4 separate regions of the Mus musculus genome follow, and all the other regions are linked to region 1. Evidence: chromatin contacts called from public HiChIP or PLAC-seq data. All regions are on one chromosome and are shown on one strand. The core of a region is the stretch at or near the end of the contact, and the rest is flanking DNA. Distances in the headings are between cores, read along the strand shown.

Evidence for each region. HiChIP or PLAC-seq counts read pairs in DNA pulled down with a chosen protein or histone mark.
Region 2: a contact with region 1 is called in an H3K27ac HiChIP or PLAC-seq map of the HPC-7 cell line, with 7 times the contacts expected there. The contact joins the enhancer-like site here to the promoter of Furin in region 1. A contact is called at or near these places in 6 of 39 promoter capture datasets (the C10 cell line, the HPC-7 cell line, hippocampal neurons and 3 more), 1 of 15 datasets of contacts at CTCF or cohesin (the NIH/3T3 cell line), 7 of 484 Hi-C or Micro-C datasets (the HL-1 cell line, bone marrow-derived macrophages, embryonic fibroblasts and 4 more), 11 of 115 datasets of contacts at active chromatin or transcription factors (CD8 T cells, the HPC-7 cell line, SST interneurons and 6 more) and 4 of 9 other capture datasets (adipose tissue, embryonic stem cells, liver and 1 more).
Region 3: an H3K27ac HiChIP or PLAC-seq map of the HPC-7 cell line shows a contact between it and region 1, with 10 times the contacts expected there. The contact joins the enhancer-like site here to the promoter of Furin in region 1. A contact is called at or near these places in 6 of 39 promoter capture datasets (the C10 cell line, the HPC-7 cell line, Sertoli cells and 3 more), 1 of 15 datasets of contacts at CTCF or cohesin (CD8 T cells), 13 of 484 Hi-C or Micro-C datasets (the C2C12 cell line, CD4 T cells, the HL-1 cell line and 9 more), 10 of 115 datasets of contacts at active chromatin or transcription factors (CD8 T cells, the HPC-7 cell line, bone marrow-derived macrophages and 6 more) and 4 of 9 other capture datasets (adipose tissue, liver, macrophages and 1 more).
Region 4: an H3K4me3 HiChIP or PLAC-seq map of bone marrow-derived macrophages shows a contact between it and region 1, with 4 times the contacts expected there. The contact joins the enhancer-like site here to the promoter of Furin in region 1. A contact is called at or near these places in 14 of 39 promoter capture datasets (the 3T3-L1 cell line, the C10 cell line, the HPC-7 cell line and 11 more), 2 of 15 datasets of contacts at CTCF or cohesin (CD8 T cells and the NIH/3T3 cell line), 35 of 484 Hi-C or Micro-C datasets (the AML12 cell line, the C2C12 cell line, the C3H10T1/2 cell line and 24 more), 17 of 115 datasets of contacts at active chromatin or transcription factors (CD8 T cells, the HPC-7 cell line, SST interneurons and 12 more) and 4 of 9 other capture datasets (adipose tissue, embryonic stem cells, liver and 1 more).

What each region holds. Positions count from the first base shown.
Region 1 is chr7:80,400,787-80,404,465 of GRCm38.p6, forward strand. Furin (furin (paired basic amino acid cleaving enzyme)) reads right to left here and starts at 2,026. Exons shown (of 16, transcript NM_011046.3): 1 at 1,744-2,026. Gm44851 (predicted gene 44851) reads left to right here and starts at 3,654. Exons shown (of 1, transcript NR_169037.1): 1 at 3,654-3,679.
Region 2 is chr7:80,513,118-80,516,796 of GRCm38.p6, forward strand. Blm (Bloom syndrome, RecQ like helicase) reads right to left here. Exons shown (of 22, transcript NM_001042527.2): 2 at 1,472-1,573; 3 at 1-377. The coding sequence starts at 1,569. Among named protein-coding and RNA genes, the nearest start is that of Blm, 20 kb to the right of the region's middle. Within about 2 kb of position 1,689, at least 12 of the 459 cell types and tissues checked have an H3K27ac peak or open chromatin away from gene starts, as enhancers often do. A contact at or near this core is called in the HPC-7 cell line, where this site is marked.
Region 3 is chr7:80,493,722-80,497,400 of GRCm38.p6, forward strand. Blm (Bloom syndrome, RecQ like helicase) reads right to left here. Exons shown (of 22, transcript NM_001042527.2): 10 at 2,269-2,382; 11 at 712-810; 12 at 381-529. Among named protein-coding and RNA genes, the nearest start is that of Blm, 40 kb to the right of the region's middle. Within about 2 kb of position 1,675, at least 38 of the 459 cell types and tissues checked have an H3K27ac peak or open chromatin away from gene starts, as enhancers often do. A contact at or near this core is called in the HPC-7 cell line, bone marrow-derived macrophages, granulocyte-monocyte progenitors and 3 more, where this site is marked.
Region 4 is chr7:80,471,925-80,475,603 of GRCm38.p6, forward strand. It overlaps Blm (Bloom syndrome, RecQ like helicase), which reads right to left. Exons shown (of 22, transcript NM_001042527.2): 15 at 2,105-2,300. Among named protein-coding and RNA genes, the nearest start is that of Blm, 61 kb to the right of the region's middle. Within about 2 kb of position 2,092, at least 19 of the 459 cell types and tissues checked have an H3K27ac peak or open chromatin away from gene starts, as enhancers often do. A contact at or near this core is called in CD8 T cells, the G1E-ER4 cell line, bone marrow-derived macrophages and 1 more, where this site is marked.

The DNA.
Region 1 (3,679 bases), core at 776-3,275:
AGACATGCCTCAGAGTTAGAGCTCCGTGCCTCCACGTAGAAACAGGACTCTTGCCACATCTAAAACCTCTTTAGTTTAGAAATGTGCAGACTCCCTGCTCCAAGTTTTGAGACCTGCCTACAACTTCCAAATTATGGCTGGGTCGGTCTGGGTCTAGCCCAGGTTTCAGCAAACTATAGATGGGGCCACTGAGACAGAACCCCCACCACACCTCGAGAAAGATGGTCTGCTTCCCTCCACACCAAGTCTCCCCAACTGTGGTAAGGGTGGGATATGAATTCCAGACATCAGAGAGCCCTGCCTCGTCATCAAGACACATAGGAGGATACACACACCACACACACACACACACACACACACACACACAAAAGAACTGTGAACAATGAATGAACAGGCTTCTCCCCACCCCCATTCCAGACTCTGACTCACCCTCTGAGTCCCAGTTGTCTCAAAACCAGGAGACTGGATATATTTCTAGCCTCTCTGGGTCAGTTTTGCCCAGCCATCAGTGCTGGGCCTGACTAGAGAATAGGCTATAGTACTGTCCTAGCTCTTTTCTTAGGCAAAGCCTTTCTGTCTCTCCCTAGAACCTACAGACAGAGATAACCACAACCATTCCAGGCATAAGACGGGCACTTACCCCCAGGTGTGGCTGCTGTTTCTAGGACCTGGAGACCCAGCTGAGGCAGCCACAGAGCAAGCCACCAAAGACTGCTGGGAAACCCAATCAGGTCTCTCTTTCCAGCAGAGACCCCAAGGCAGGTCCTGTTACAGGCACCTCCCAGGAAATTTTAACTCCTAGTCCCTGCTCAACTACTTACACAAGTCATTTCCACTCTCTGGGCCTCAGTTTCCTTGGTGGTTAAAAACTATTAGGACAGAGGCTTTCAAACTTTTTTTAAGCCATAGGATCCTCTTTTTAAAAAAATACAAATTTTAGATAGAAGCCCAAAACAGGAAACACACACCTAATCTGCTCGCCCACCCTCCTTTTCTATGTCCACACCTGGCCAGCAGCCACATGCCCTCACTGGGCCACATCACCTGCGTCGTCTTGGCACTTCCCAAGTCAGAGAGAATCCCAGTGCTTCAGAGAGATGAAAGTCCACTTCCCCTAGGCGCAAAGCCCTGGGGCGGTGGGAACGGCGGCACCGAGCAGACTAGTGTCTGCTGTCAGACCTGTATGGCAAGCAGGCCGCCCCTCGGCTAGCCACCCGATGGATGGGGGCAGCAGGGGCCTCGGCCAGGCCTCGGCAGGAGGCAGCCCGGAGCGAGCCTCCCCCAAGCCGGCCTGTGCGCGCACGCGAAATCCGCCCCCGACCGCTCCGGCCGTACAGGTGTGCCAGGCGGCCGAGGACCCCGTGCCCTCCCGGGAGCGCGCCCCACCAGGCGCAGGCCCCGGCCGCCGGGGCCACGGAGGACCGCGGGCAGGCGGGAGCACCCAGAGTCCGAGGAATGCTCTGCCTAGCCCGCCCCAGCAGGGGCCCCGCCGGCGCTTCCTGAGGTCATAGGGCTCGCCCCGGCCCCAGCGGAAAAGTACCGGCGCGGGCCCAAGCCCGGCGCTCAGGTGGGCTGCGCGGCTCCCGTCCTCCCGCCGCGGCGGCCGAGAATCCGCGACCAGAGCCCGGCGGCCGGCGAGGCCCGGGGCTGCGCCGCCCGGCTCCGCGCTCCCCCGCCCGCTCCGGGCCCGGTTCCCCAGCGCGCCGCCTCCCCGGCCCCGGGCCGCGCGCCCTCGCCGCTTACCCTGGGGAGCCCGGGCGGGGAAACTTTTCCGGACGAGCGCCGCGGCCGCTCGGGTACCCCTCGGCCGAGCACGGAGCCCGGCGGCGGGGGCCTGGCTCCGGCGGTCCCCGCGCCCGGCAGCGGCGTCACGGCGCGCAGGCGGGGAGGCGCGGCGGCGCGGCCTCGGCCCGGCCGGCGACCAGGGCAAGGCTCGGCCTGGGCTCGGGCGCGGGCGGGGGGCAGCGGCCCGGCCGCGGCGGCGCGGCTTGTTTACTCGGGCCGCTGTCACAGCGGCGGCGGCGGCGGCGGCGGCCCGGGCTCCTCCTCCTCCGCGCCGCGCCCCTCCCCCTCGCGGCGCCACCTCCGCGCTCGGCGGCCGCAGCCGGCCCGGCCCGTTCGCCGCCCGGGTCGGGTCAGGCCGGGCCCGGCCGGGCCCGGCCGGTGTTCAGAGAGCTCCACGCGGCGGGCCCTGCGTTCTCGGGGCGCCCTGTCTGCGGCTGCCAGCGGGGCGGGTAGGGAGCGTGGTCCCTGCGCGCCACCCCAGGCCCCTCGGTCCGCACCGCGTTAGGCTCTTGGCCCCGCAAACTCCCGGGCAGATGGTTTCGGAGACCCGGACTGGGAGCCCGCGGGCGAGATGGCGAGGGAAGGGCCGAGGGTCGGGGGGTTTGGGGAGAGTCCAAGCTGGCCCTGCCTTGCCCGAGGTTCCTGGGTCCCGAGTTTTGAGTTTGGGGATAGTCAAGGGAAGCGCCCTGGGATGGCGGACCTGGGGCAACTCCACTCTCAGGTCGGATCTCACAGCGGCAGGGCAGCCCTCGTGCCTCCAGTTAGAGGAGTCACAGTTTTATTTGCTTTTGTAGAGACAGGTGGATAAACAGAAATAGCCCACCTCCTTTTATGGTTTTTTTTTTTTCCCAATACTTTTTTTTCCCCCTGCAACAACGGAGAGCTAGGCACTGGGCCAATCAGTTCACCCTATCTTCTCCTTATGTACATTCCTTAATCCACATAATCCGCTCAGGATGACATTATTAATCCCACTTTACAGATAAGGAAACTGAGGCACACAAAGTTTAAATAATTTTCCTTAAGCTACACAACTTAGCAGGCCTCAGACTTGGCAGCGTTTCACTCCAAGCTACTTACAGTATACCAGCCAGAGCCCTTCCCTCCCTGGGTTCCTGCCCTAGAAAACGGCTGTGCTACTTGGCGGAAGGTTGACATTCTGCTCGAGCTGAGAAAGAAGAGGGGAACCGGGCCAAGATCTTCCCAGGCTGGGTTGTTCCAAGGTCGCCAGCGGCCTCTGCACATCCCTTCTTGCTCTCTGTGAGATAACCTGGCCACATGAGACTTTGCCTCAAAACCCTCAAAGTAGTACACATACACACATACACACGTATCATTTGTGTGGAAAGTCGTCCAGGAAAGTTGGGCTCAAATCCTTGCGGTACTATTTTGCATTATTTCGAACCTTAAATTCTCAGAGCCCCGATTTATCCCTCTGAAAATGGAGATGTGTATGAAGTTAACTGAATCTGTTATTTGAGCATCCGTTAAAACACTGCAGACATGGGGTCTCTAAAAGTCTGGTTCCTCCCAGATTGGGGGCTTTCCCTTAGAAGGAGCTAAGACCTGTGGGGACCACTGTGGGGTAGCCCCCACCAGCACCACCACATGCACATTTGGGAGAACAATACTCTTGTGGTGAGACTGAGGCAGGAAGTGAGTCAGAGATTTTCCTTAGGCTATGAGCAACATCACCCATTTAGGGGAAATAGGGACAGGGTTGGCCCTATCTAGCAAGGGAGTCCCCTAGTGCTCCTCCCAATTGTCCTGTGACCTGAAAGTTTACCTCAGAATGAAAGCCTCGTGGTTTCCCCCTTCCTTGGAGGCTGGCCCAGAGGAGTCTCCGTGGGCCTTTGGAGGGAAGAACTAGCCAGACCCCTGAAGGCTGCAACCC
Region 2 (3,679 bases), core at 439-2,938, 110 kb after region 1:
TATCAAAGTCATCCATATCAGCCCAGTCACTGAGGGAGTCTGCAGAAGAACTAAATTCTAATTTCTTGAAAACAGCCACGGGCAGTTTCTTCGCAGTGGGGGTTTTGGGGGTAGTGCACAAAGTGTCCTGAGCAGTCTGTACCGTGGCCGGCAGTGACGGCTCAGAGCAGGTCCCCTTGCTTTGCTGCCTTCCAGGGAAATGTTTAAAGAAGCCTTCAATCTTTGCCTGCTGCTTTGGTTTGTGGAGTGGAGACTCAGTGAATGAAAAGGCCTCAGACACGTTCACATCTTTATCACTTAACGCAGGTGTTTTTACTACGGACACACTAGTGACAGACACATCACCCTCTGATGTTTTCTTTTTAAAAGTAAAACCTCTGAAAAATAATGGAAAAACTCAGTTAGTGAATTCATTTGTTTCTGATGCTGAGGACTGAACCCAGGGCCTCATTTATGCTAAGCAAGCATTCTATCATAACTTATAATCCCAGGCCCTGATGGACTCATTTCCATTTTAACAAATTCATTCTCCTATAAAACATTTCAAGTGCAAGTCACGTTAATTGTATTGAGCATAGAATCTGTCACTCTGTGGTTTTGAAAATTCACCAGGTACTTAAAAACATTTGGTCGCTCTAATCCTTTCCATTCAGAGGCTAGTTACTGGGCACTGAGAGTTCCCAGGCCACTCCTACACTTTATTTCTCAGGCTGGAGGTCCTTAATAGTCCCTTCAGAAGCAAAAGACAGGATGTGTTGAGAGACAGACAGACAGACTCAGAGTGGAATTTTCTACTGTGACAAAAAAAATGTTTAAGGGAGAAAGGAGTTTTAGAAAAGCTGCTAAGATCTGAAGGACACATGAGGCAGAGGCTGTCTGCTGACATTAGTGACTGAAGTTGAAGTAACTTTAAATCTGCAGGCATGGAGCAGTGCTTGCTATCTGGTGAGGGCACAACCTAAGTACAGTGTATTATTAGATATCTTAGCAACTTGGGGCTTAGCTTGCAGGAGACACAGAACTAGAGAGTGGTCATTTAACTATACAGTTTTACAGAGAATATGAGGTTACACTAAAGCATAATATCTGTCCAAATTGACAAGAAAATCCATTACTTGTCCATCCAACTTTACTGAACAAGTACGTGCCAGGACCTGTGTAAAGCTAGAACAATCACACTCAGCTCTGCTAGCACAGGCTCTACTATTAACTTGCAACGGGGAAAACCACTGGGCTCCTCATTTCCTCTGTGAAATGAGAGAGCTGGAGGAAGCCTGGTGTGGTGGTGATCTGAGCACAGACACGGCTGAGGGAGGACTGTGGCAAGTGTGAGGCAAGTGTGGACTGGAGTGAGATCAAAGTCAGCAGGGGCTATGCATGGGACCCTATCCCAGACTCCACAGAGGTGAAAGGCGAGAGCTCCATTGTATGACACCTGAGCTGTCTTCTACATGAGAATGAACATACTTACAAAGATTTTGGTTTTGAAAGGCTGGGTTGATTATTAAGTTTTCTGGCTGAGTGTCGCTGTAGTTGTTCTTGTAGATTGTTCAGAGGAACAGCAGCCATGATCCTAAAAAGGAAGAGGGCAACCATTAATGGAGTTAGGCATTTAGTATCATTCAGCATATTTACTGAGGAGGTAAAAGACTTAAACCGCCACATCATTCCAGATGTGCCCAGAGTAACACACTTTTGCTGCCCCCCTTCCTCCTCCTCCTCCTGTCAACAGATTGCTTTAACATTTACATCTGGTGGCATTTAAAACACACATTTTTTAACTAGAGATTTACTTGAATAGCAAAATGGCCTGTTTTCCTCTTTTCTTCAACAGATGCTAAAATCAGCACAGCCTGGCCTAGGCTTGGAGGGCACATAGGGAATGAGAGGGAGTAATGATCAAAGCAAACTAGGAACCCGGGGGACAGCCAGGACGTGAATTCTCTGTGCAAAACTAAAGGTCCAGTAAAGACAGGCCTCCCACAGGCGAGTGCAAAGGCTGACCAGCCAGAGCCATGCTCCAGTCGCCCCCAGTCCACGGCAGTCTGCCACACACATTTATATCCCTGTGTAACACTTGCTGCACTGGTTCACTTTCACCCAGATAAAGCGCAGCTCAAGCCACCTTGAAACCACTGAGCTAAAGACAGACAGCTGTGATCTATAAAGAGTTTTTAAAAAGTTATTTCAGATGAATTATAAATCCTCTTTCCCACTCAACTTGGATTTAAAACAAAATTTACTATTAGTGTGCATGTGCGTGTGTGCACTGGGGAGTAGTACACCTGTCACTCACAGATATGGAGGTCATAGGGCAACTCTGTGTCCATCTTTCCTGGTCCTTGGCTTGTAGAGGAAGCCCTTCTACTCAACCACTTTATGGGCCCCTGTTTTCTCCTGATACGAGGTTTAACTAAGAATGGCTCCCACAGGCTCATATATATCACCAGGGAGGGGACTCTGATAGAATTAGAAGGATTAGGGGGTGAGGCCTTGTTAGAGGATACAGGTTCCTGCTGCCTGAGGATCCAATGTAGAGCTCTTGGCTCCTTCTCCAGGACCATGTCTGCCTGTGCGCTGCTATGCTCCCTACTATAATGATAGTGGACTAAGCCTCTGAGACTGTAAGCAAGCCTCCCTGGTGTCTCTTCATGGCAATAGAAGAATGAGTAAGAAGTGTTTGTGGTTGTATGTGAAGTAGTTTTATCATTTTAGGTGTAATTATAACTTGGTTAAATATATAATGAATTTTGTGATTGTGTGTAGGATCATTATATCGTGTTAGGTGTAATTATGATCTGGTTGTTGTTTTCATTTGGAAATTAAGCAGGACACAAGGAGATATAATTATGTCAAGTGGGTAAGGGATGGACTTGTGATGGCTACATCTGGAATTCACTGAAACTCAAATGGCTGGGCACACCTGTAAGAGATTCTTTTATTAAGTAATTTGAAATGGGAAAAGCTACTTTTAATCTGGATCTTTGAGGTTGGAAAATACACCTTGAATCTGAGCTAACCCTTCTGCTGGCAGCCTATATAAAGGACATGAAAAGGGAAGCTTATTCTTTCCTTACTTGCTCTCACTGGCTAGTCAGTTCCTTTACTGGCATTAGAGTGTATGTCTTCAGGATTTCAGTGTGCACTAAAAAGATCAACTGAGATAGCCAGCCTTATGGACTGAGAACTACTGGGTTTCCTGGAGCTTCTGTTGGTTAGAGAGCCATTGTTGGATTAGCTGGACCACAGTCAGTAAGTCATTCTAATAAATCCATACACACACACACACACACACACACACACACACACACACACACACACACACACAGAGAGACATATATACATATATACACATAAATCCTGACTAATACACAAGGTCTCACTATATAACCTTGGCTGACCTCAGACTCATGAACTTCCTGTGTCCAGTGCTGGGATTACAGGCAAACGCTACCATACCCAGTTTATCACTTTACTTTTATAATACACTTTTGTTTTATACCATATACATATTTGGAGGAAGGATTAATAATATTAGATGGGTCACACTACACTGTTCTAGAAGTCCATTTCTGAAAACGGTGATATTTAAATTGAGTCATAATTTTTTAATTCAGTAACTGGAATTTTCTTATTAGTTTCAAAATAATAAATCAGGTCTGGGGAGATAGCTCAGTAG
Region 3 (3,679 bases), core at 425-2,924, 93 kb after region 1:
GTGGGATGATTTTCCTTTTGTTTCTATTTATTTGCTTGTTTATCAGGGCTTGCTTGGGCAACAGGCAGAAGGTGCCAGTTCTCTCTCTCTCAAAGATACCAGGGGCTGACCTCAGGCGGTCAGCCCTGGCTGCAGGCGCCTTTATGTGTGCTGCCGTCTAGAGTGCTCTAGAGTTGTTCTTTTATTAAGTAAAGAAAAAAACCCAGATTTTGTTCCCAAATTTTACTGCACTGAGAATAAAAAAAAAAAAATTCTTCCAATTTCAAATATTCTGATTTAGCTGTCCTTGGGCACATCTGGACACTTGGCTTGATAAAGCCCTACAGGTGATGCTAATGTACAGAATCAGAAAATGGAACCCACAACCTTCACCGACTTACACCTGAGGTCTGAGGATCTTCAGCTGAGTGAGGATGTCCTTCTGGACCCTGGGGTTCGCTGTGGCCGTGAGGGCCATCACTGGAACAGAAGGAAACTTCTGGCGAAGCATATTCATCCTTTTGTAATCTTGACGAAAATCATGACCCCACTAATTGGAAAAAAAATGTTGCTTTCAGGTTATTTGTATCTCTCGGGTCGATATATAAGATGCACTTTATTCTCCAGTGAAGCAGCAGAGCGATCAGTCAGCCACTGTGGGTTGTTCTTCAGTGCTGTGGCTCTGAGCACTACTGGTGGTATAAACACACTGATATCCCAAGAGAAACTTACCTGACTCACACAATGCGCTTCATCAATGACAAAACGTGCCAAGAGCTTCCGCTCATACAGATTCTCCAGAGTAGAAATCAGCCTGTTACTTGCACAGACCTAGAATAGAGATACACGAGAGATGTAAACACATCTGAATGAATATCGTCACTCCCTGTTAGAACTACTCACACACGAGTGATTCTGTCCTCAGTCTGTGAAGAGAGCAGAAAAGCAAAGGGCAATCCAGACACTTCAATGCCCTCATCCACATCCAACAGCTTTACTTATCAGGCTAGTAGCTCTGAGAGTTACCACATGTTTACTCTGGTTACAGGACTTACATTTTTTTACATGTATTCATTTTGTGTTTGTGCATGTGTAGGGTGGGTCTGTGCACACAATGATGTATATGCGTGAATTCAGAGTTAAGGTGGTTGGTTCTAGGTCCTTAGGCACATTCCCCATGAGCAACCGCCAGCCTGATAACGGGAGTTTAGATGTGTGTTTGGTATGTGCATACTATTGGGGAAGAACTCTATGTATTACACATATAGATAGCTATGTGCCAATAACAAGCATATCTTAACAGGGACATAAGACACAGAAGTCAGGTTGATGAAGCGTCCTCACTGGTTGAACATAGGCAATTAGAACATCAAAATACATAGTGAAAATGATTATAATTTACTAAACTAATAAAGAACCCACAAGTTCACACTGATAAATACGCAGCATCAGGCAAGGCTTTCATAAAGCCAGGATGGATTGTATCAGTAAACTCAACCTGGCACTCATCATAGTAATAATAAGAAACAAATCATCAACGATGCTAAAGCTTGTGGGGAGGCTCTGATGTCTGCCACGGTGTCTGTACAGTCTGAGACCTCCTACAACAGAGCAACTGCTCACTAGGCAGCTGGAAGGGGAAGGAAACGTTAAGCCCAGCGAGCAGCAGCCTGGCAATGCTATTTTGATCGAGTGATTGGCCAGTGACCACCACTGGTAATGGGATGAGTCACTGCCAACTGTCTTCTGATAGCACACAGCACATCTGTGGCATCCCTGCCAACGTGAGGAATAGGGATTTAATCAGCAGGAAACAAGGCAAATTCAAATTGAGGCACAGTCCCCAAAACTGGCCCTTATGCTTCAAAATGTCAAAATAATGAAACTGTTTAGATAGGAGATGAAATAGGGGTTTTCTTTTTTTCCCTTTTTTACAAAGGTCATTACTGAAAGGTTAATGGCTTAAGTAACAGTATGTGTCACTGTACATTTCCTGACGGGTAAATTACAGTGGTTCCTAAGGGAGTGCTATACAGTCAGGAAATGCAGAGTGAGGTAAAGGAGAGGTAAAATGGCAGATCTGCAACTCACTGTCAATTAAGTGTTTCACAACAAACTGGAGAAAGAACAAACAACACAGGAGGCAGAGAAGACTTTACCATCTGTGGTCTGGAGTGAAGGTTATACAAGAATTCATTAATGTATATAAAAATTATCACCAAGTTCTTCAAATATATGTATTTGAGTGCGTTGCAATATTACACTGAAGAGAGTGAGATAAATACGAACCTTCTCTGGAGTAACATACAAAAGCTTGATGATTGGGTCTTTTTTGGATAATTGGAGGTAAATATTTGCAGCTTCTGAGTCAGTCTTATCCCCTGTCAGATATGTAGCTGGAATCTAAGTTAAGAGTAATAATTTAAATTTCATTTTATTTATACATTAATCAGATATGATCGTGCTTAGGTTTCATATTTTATAAGTCATATATCACACTTTCCAAAAGAAACAAATACCTCACCATAACAATCAATGCACCATTTTTATTTTTAAGTTTTGTTTTCTGAGTCAAGAGTTTCACTTTTGAGTCTCAAACTTGTGACCCTCCTGTACCCTCAGCTTCTAAAGTACTGGTAATTATAGGCATGTGTCACATCTAGCTAGTACACATATTTTTAAAAATTAACATTAAATGCAACTCAAAATAGCTTTCCCACTTAGGTGTGGTGGCATACATATGAGGAATCCTAGCTGGCAGGAGGATGAGAAAGGAGGTTTAGGAATTCAAGGCAGCCTTGCCATCCGGCAAATCTGAAGCTAGCCTGTGCTATGGCAAGATGCTTCTGTGTCAAGAAAAACTACAAAAGGCTCTCCACTGTTCCATTTTCTATGTTTCATCTCCTCTATCTGTAAAAAAGACCATGTTGTCTGTGTGTGTAACTGGAGCTGGCCCCAAATTTGCTTGTATGCCAGGCTTGCTTCTAACTGACAGAGAGGAACCTCTTTTTGCCTCTGAAAGTGCTGAGGCTTAAAGGTCTGCACCACAATGGTCGGCCTGGCTACGTTTACAGGTCTCATTGCTGTGATGGTAACTGTTGGTTAGAACAAGGTGAACAGCTGGGCAATGGTTATCAACACTGCAATGACATTCTTTAGAAGAAAAGTCAAACCAGCTGTCACACTGAGATGGTATGATTCGTAACCCTGTAGCCAACTCTTTGCAATGATTAACCTTATAGAGTGCAGCAGTCATAATTCCTCAACTCAGCAATGAGGAAAAAGACAGGTGTACAGGCACACACATGTGCATAGGAAAGAGAACTATGATGATCACTAGCCAAAAAAAGAAATCCCTTTATTTATAGTAAAACAAACAAACAAACCACCCCAAAACCCACATCAGGAAAATGTAGGCTAAGAGTTCTTAATAAAATACATTCTTTGAATTACAGATGGCTATTTGAATCACAATGTTTTAACACATGTACTTAACTCTACAGCTTAATTTAACTGTATGCTTTATTTAATTAATTAATTAATTTATTTATTTTTTGCAGTATGTTAGGCAAACACTCTGCCATGAAGCTATATACCCAGAATAATTATTTTAATAATTTAAACAATAGTTAATAAGATTTCCTAGCATACTGGCATGTGTTTCTAAGGTGCATTTTTATTAATAGTTTTATGTAATAAC
Region 4 (3,679 bases), core at 842-3,341, 71 kb after region 1:
CCAGCAACCACATGGTGGCTCACAACCATCTGTAATGGGATCTGACGCCCTCTTCTGGTGTGTCTGAAGTAAGCAACAGGGCACTCAAGTACATTAAATAAATAAATAAATAAATAAATAAATAAATGTTAAAAAAAAAAATTAGAGCCTTCCTCCCAAGCCTCCCCCTACCAAATTTAAAATTTAAAGTATGGCTTAATTGAACAAATTAAGCTATCATAAAGCTGAAATCAATCAAGGCACCATACATGGAAGGCTGCTTGTCCAGGTTCTGTTTAAGAATACAAACCAGCCATCCACATATGAACAACTCATTGCTTTGTGCTGAGTATCCTTGGTGCAGTAAAGATCACACTCAGGCTTTACAGTTAGATGAACTTGGAGATTAGGGACCTGCGCCTCACCACTTCTCCAGCTCATCCTCTCCTTGACAATAAGGTAAGCAATTGTCTCATCGTTTAGAACTGTGGTAAAGATAAAATGAGCTGACAGGTAGTAAAGCATTTAAGACAGCAAGAGGTGGCTTGGTGGTTCACTGCTGCAGTACCAGCACTTAAGACTGAGGCAGGGGATCACAAGTTCAAGGCCAACCTGGGCTATACCAAGTGAGACTGTATCTCAAAAGAAAACCAACTAAACAAACAAAAAGCCCAACAAACAACAATAAGAAACTAGCAACCTTGTTTTAAAAAACAAAAACAAAACAACCAACCCAACTGAAAAAACTGCCCTAACATGGGAAGTGAGGATGACCCACACTGCACCAATGATGCCAGTGCATCAGGCCGTTCCTCCCATAAATGGTCCTTCACGTTCCCTAGGGCAAGTTACAAAATCTCTTTGTAGCTCACTTTTTCACAGGAGTTACTGTGGCTAGTGCCATTTCCCATGATCAGTACCTGTGCCAGCATAAAGGAGACCAGAGTCTCAAAAACATAGGATTATAAAACATATTTAAGGGAGCACACACACCGGGCGTGGTGGCGCACGCCTTTAATCCCAGCACTCGGGAGGTAGAGGCAGGCGGATTTCTGAGTTCGAGGCCAGCCTGGTCTACAAAGTGAGTTCCAGGACAGCCAGGGCTATAAAGAGAAACCCTGTCTCGAAAAACCAAAAAAAAAAAAAAAAAAAAAAAAAAGAAGAGAGCACACATGATAAAATCAGCCTCCTAAGCCAGTTGACATTAAGGTGACATATTTAAGTATACCCACGCTGAAAGGCATCTGTACAAGGCTGTGATGACACACGGTGATGACCGTGAAGTCAGTAAAAAGCTTAGGATTCTATAACATAATTACATTTACATTTTACTTATGTGCACAAATGCACACCAATATATGCATGTATGTACATATGCTAGCTCATATATGTGTGGACAGAAAACATCTCTTGGGGGTACTGAGCTCAGGTTATCAGGCTTGGTGACAAGCATCTAACCACTGAGACATCTCACAGACCACCCATTTACATTCTAAGACACTTGCACTTGGGAAAGGCGAACACTGAACACAAGGTGCTGCCTGCCTCTAATGGAAAAGGGTAAAGTAGAAGATGGATTCACAGGGGAATTTGGCTTTATTGCCCGTCCTGTCCTTTTTCCTTTCCTCCTTCCTCTAAGACTGGTTCTCACTATCCTCTCATTTTTTCTGAGACAGGGTTTCATTTTGTTGCCTGGGCCAGCCTCATTCAGTTCAATTCCTAGGTTCAAGCAAGGGAGACTCAGTCATACACCTCTATTCCTGGCTCTCCCCAACTCTCCACTAACCTGGATGGTTCTTATAGTTCTTCAAGAGTTCATTATTTCCCTGGAAGGGGTGTAATATGTAAGGGTGCGTAAGACTGGGTCTGGAAGGGTATAGAGGAACCCACGATCTGGAGGGTTAGCCTGCCTAGTCTGGAACACACTTTGTACATGTCAGCATCACATGACTTCACTAAACAAGAATGTATATCTTTATAATAAACCTAAATAAACTTTACAATATATATTAAATGCCTTCATTTTTCTATGACTAATGAGAATAGGACCCAAGTACTACAACAGCAGGGGCAGACTGTACTCATGAGATGGACCATGACAGACAGGATGTGGTATGTGGCTTACTCATTATAAGTCTCTTCAGTCTGGTCACATCATGATATGTATAGAAAAGCACGCAGTGAGATATTTCCCCATCTCTTCCAGCTCGGCCGGATTCTTGATAATAACCCTCCATAGATTTAGGAAGAGATGCATGAATCACAAATCGCACGTCAGGTTTGTCAATTCCCATTCCAAACGCAATTGTCGCACAGATAACCTGATATGAAAATAGAAGCCTATTAGACTCATAATGCATTAACTAACAATTTAAAAGAACTGTGTACAACAGTACTTAGCATGACCAAGGTGAGATTTTCATATTGGTAACCTATGATTCTATTCAGATCCAAGGAGGTAGAGGATCCTGCTCAGGGTGGCAGGATCTTCCTGTGGACTTGGTATCGCCATCAGAAGGATTCTGCATCAACTGCAAGCAGACCTTTCTGTGCTGATTGTCCCTGACAGGCATGTGTGGTGGGGTTGTTTACAGAGCCATGGCATTCATGTTAAGGTGCGTAAGCAATAGCCTGGGCTCCAGGGTGGTCTCTAGCCCTAAGGTAATTGCTGCTGGTTCTTCCCAGGCTCAGAAACAACGATATTATCTGCTCTAGTATTTACCATCAATCTTCAAGATGCAACCGAGTGATCGTATGCTAACTCATGTTATTCAACCACTGATTTCAAAGTAAAAACTTATGCAATTTTAACTGTAGATAAGCCTGAGTTGCTTATACAGAAAGAAAACAAAATGACAAAAACCATAAGAACAAAACAGAGGGGCTGGTGAGATGGCTCAGTGGTTAAGAGCGCCGACTGCTCTTCCGAAGGTCCCGAGTTCAAATCCCAGCAACCACATGGTGGCTCACAACCATCCGTAATGAAATCTGATGCCCTCTTCTGGAGTATCTGAAGACAGCTACAGTGTACTTACATTAAATAAATAAATAAATAAATAAATAAATCTAAAAAAAAAAAAAAAGAACAAAACAGAACAAACAGAAAGGCCAAGGACTGTTCTTCTCGGTCCATATGAATTAGAATCATTCGGTGGGAGCTAGGCAACAGTCAATCTTTAGGAGCTTGACAAATTTGTTTCAAGAGTATCTATTTTAAGGCCTGAAGAGATGGAGCAGTTGTTAAGAGGGTAAACTGCTCTTGTAGAGAACCCAAGCAAAGTTTCCAGAACCAAGGTGAGCAGCTCACAATTGCCTATAAACTCCAGGTGACGCAATGACCTCTTCCTGCTTCTGTGGGTACCCGAAAACACATATGTAAGATTAAAAACAAAATGAGCTGGGCTTTGTAAGCAGCTCTACAACTGCCTGTAACTCTAGTCCTGGGGGAAAATCCAACATGTCTTCAGACTGAGGGCACCTGCATTCACATGCAGATTTCCCCCATCCCCGAATACACAATAAAAAAAAAATAAGAGTATTTCAGTTGAAAATCTAGGACTTAATTTGATCAAGGCCAAAATACTGTATATTCAGGCAAAATTACATTATACAAATAAAGTTGACTTTTTAAGCACTTAAAACATAACTTGCTATTGCAAAAATAGCATTACAAAGATGAAAGAAATATCTAGTGGTCAGT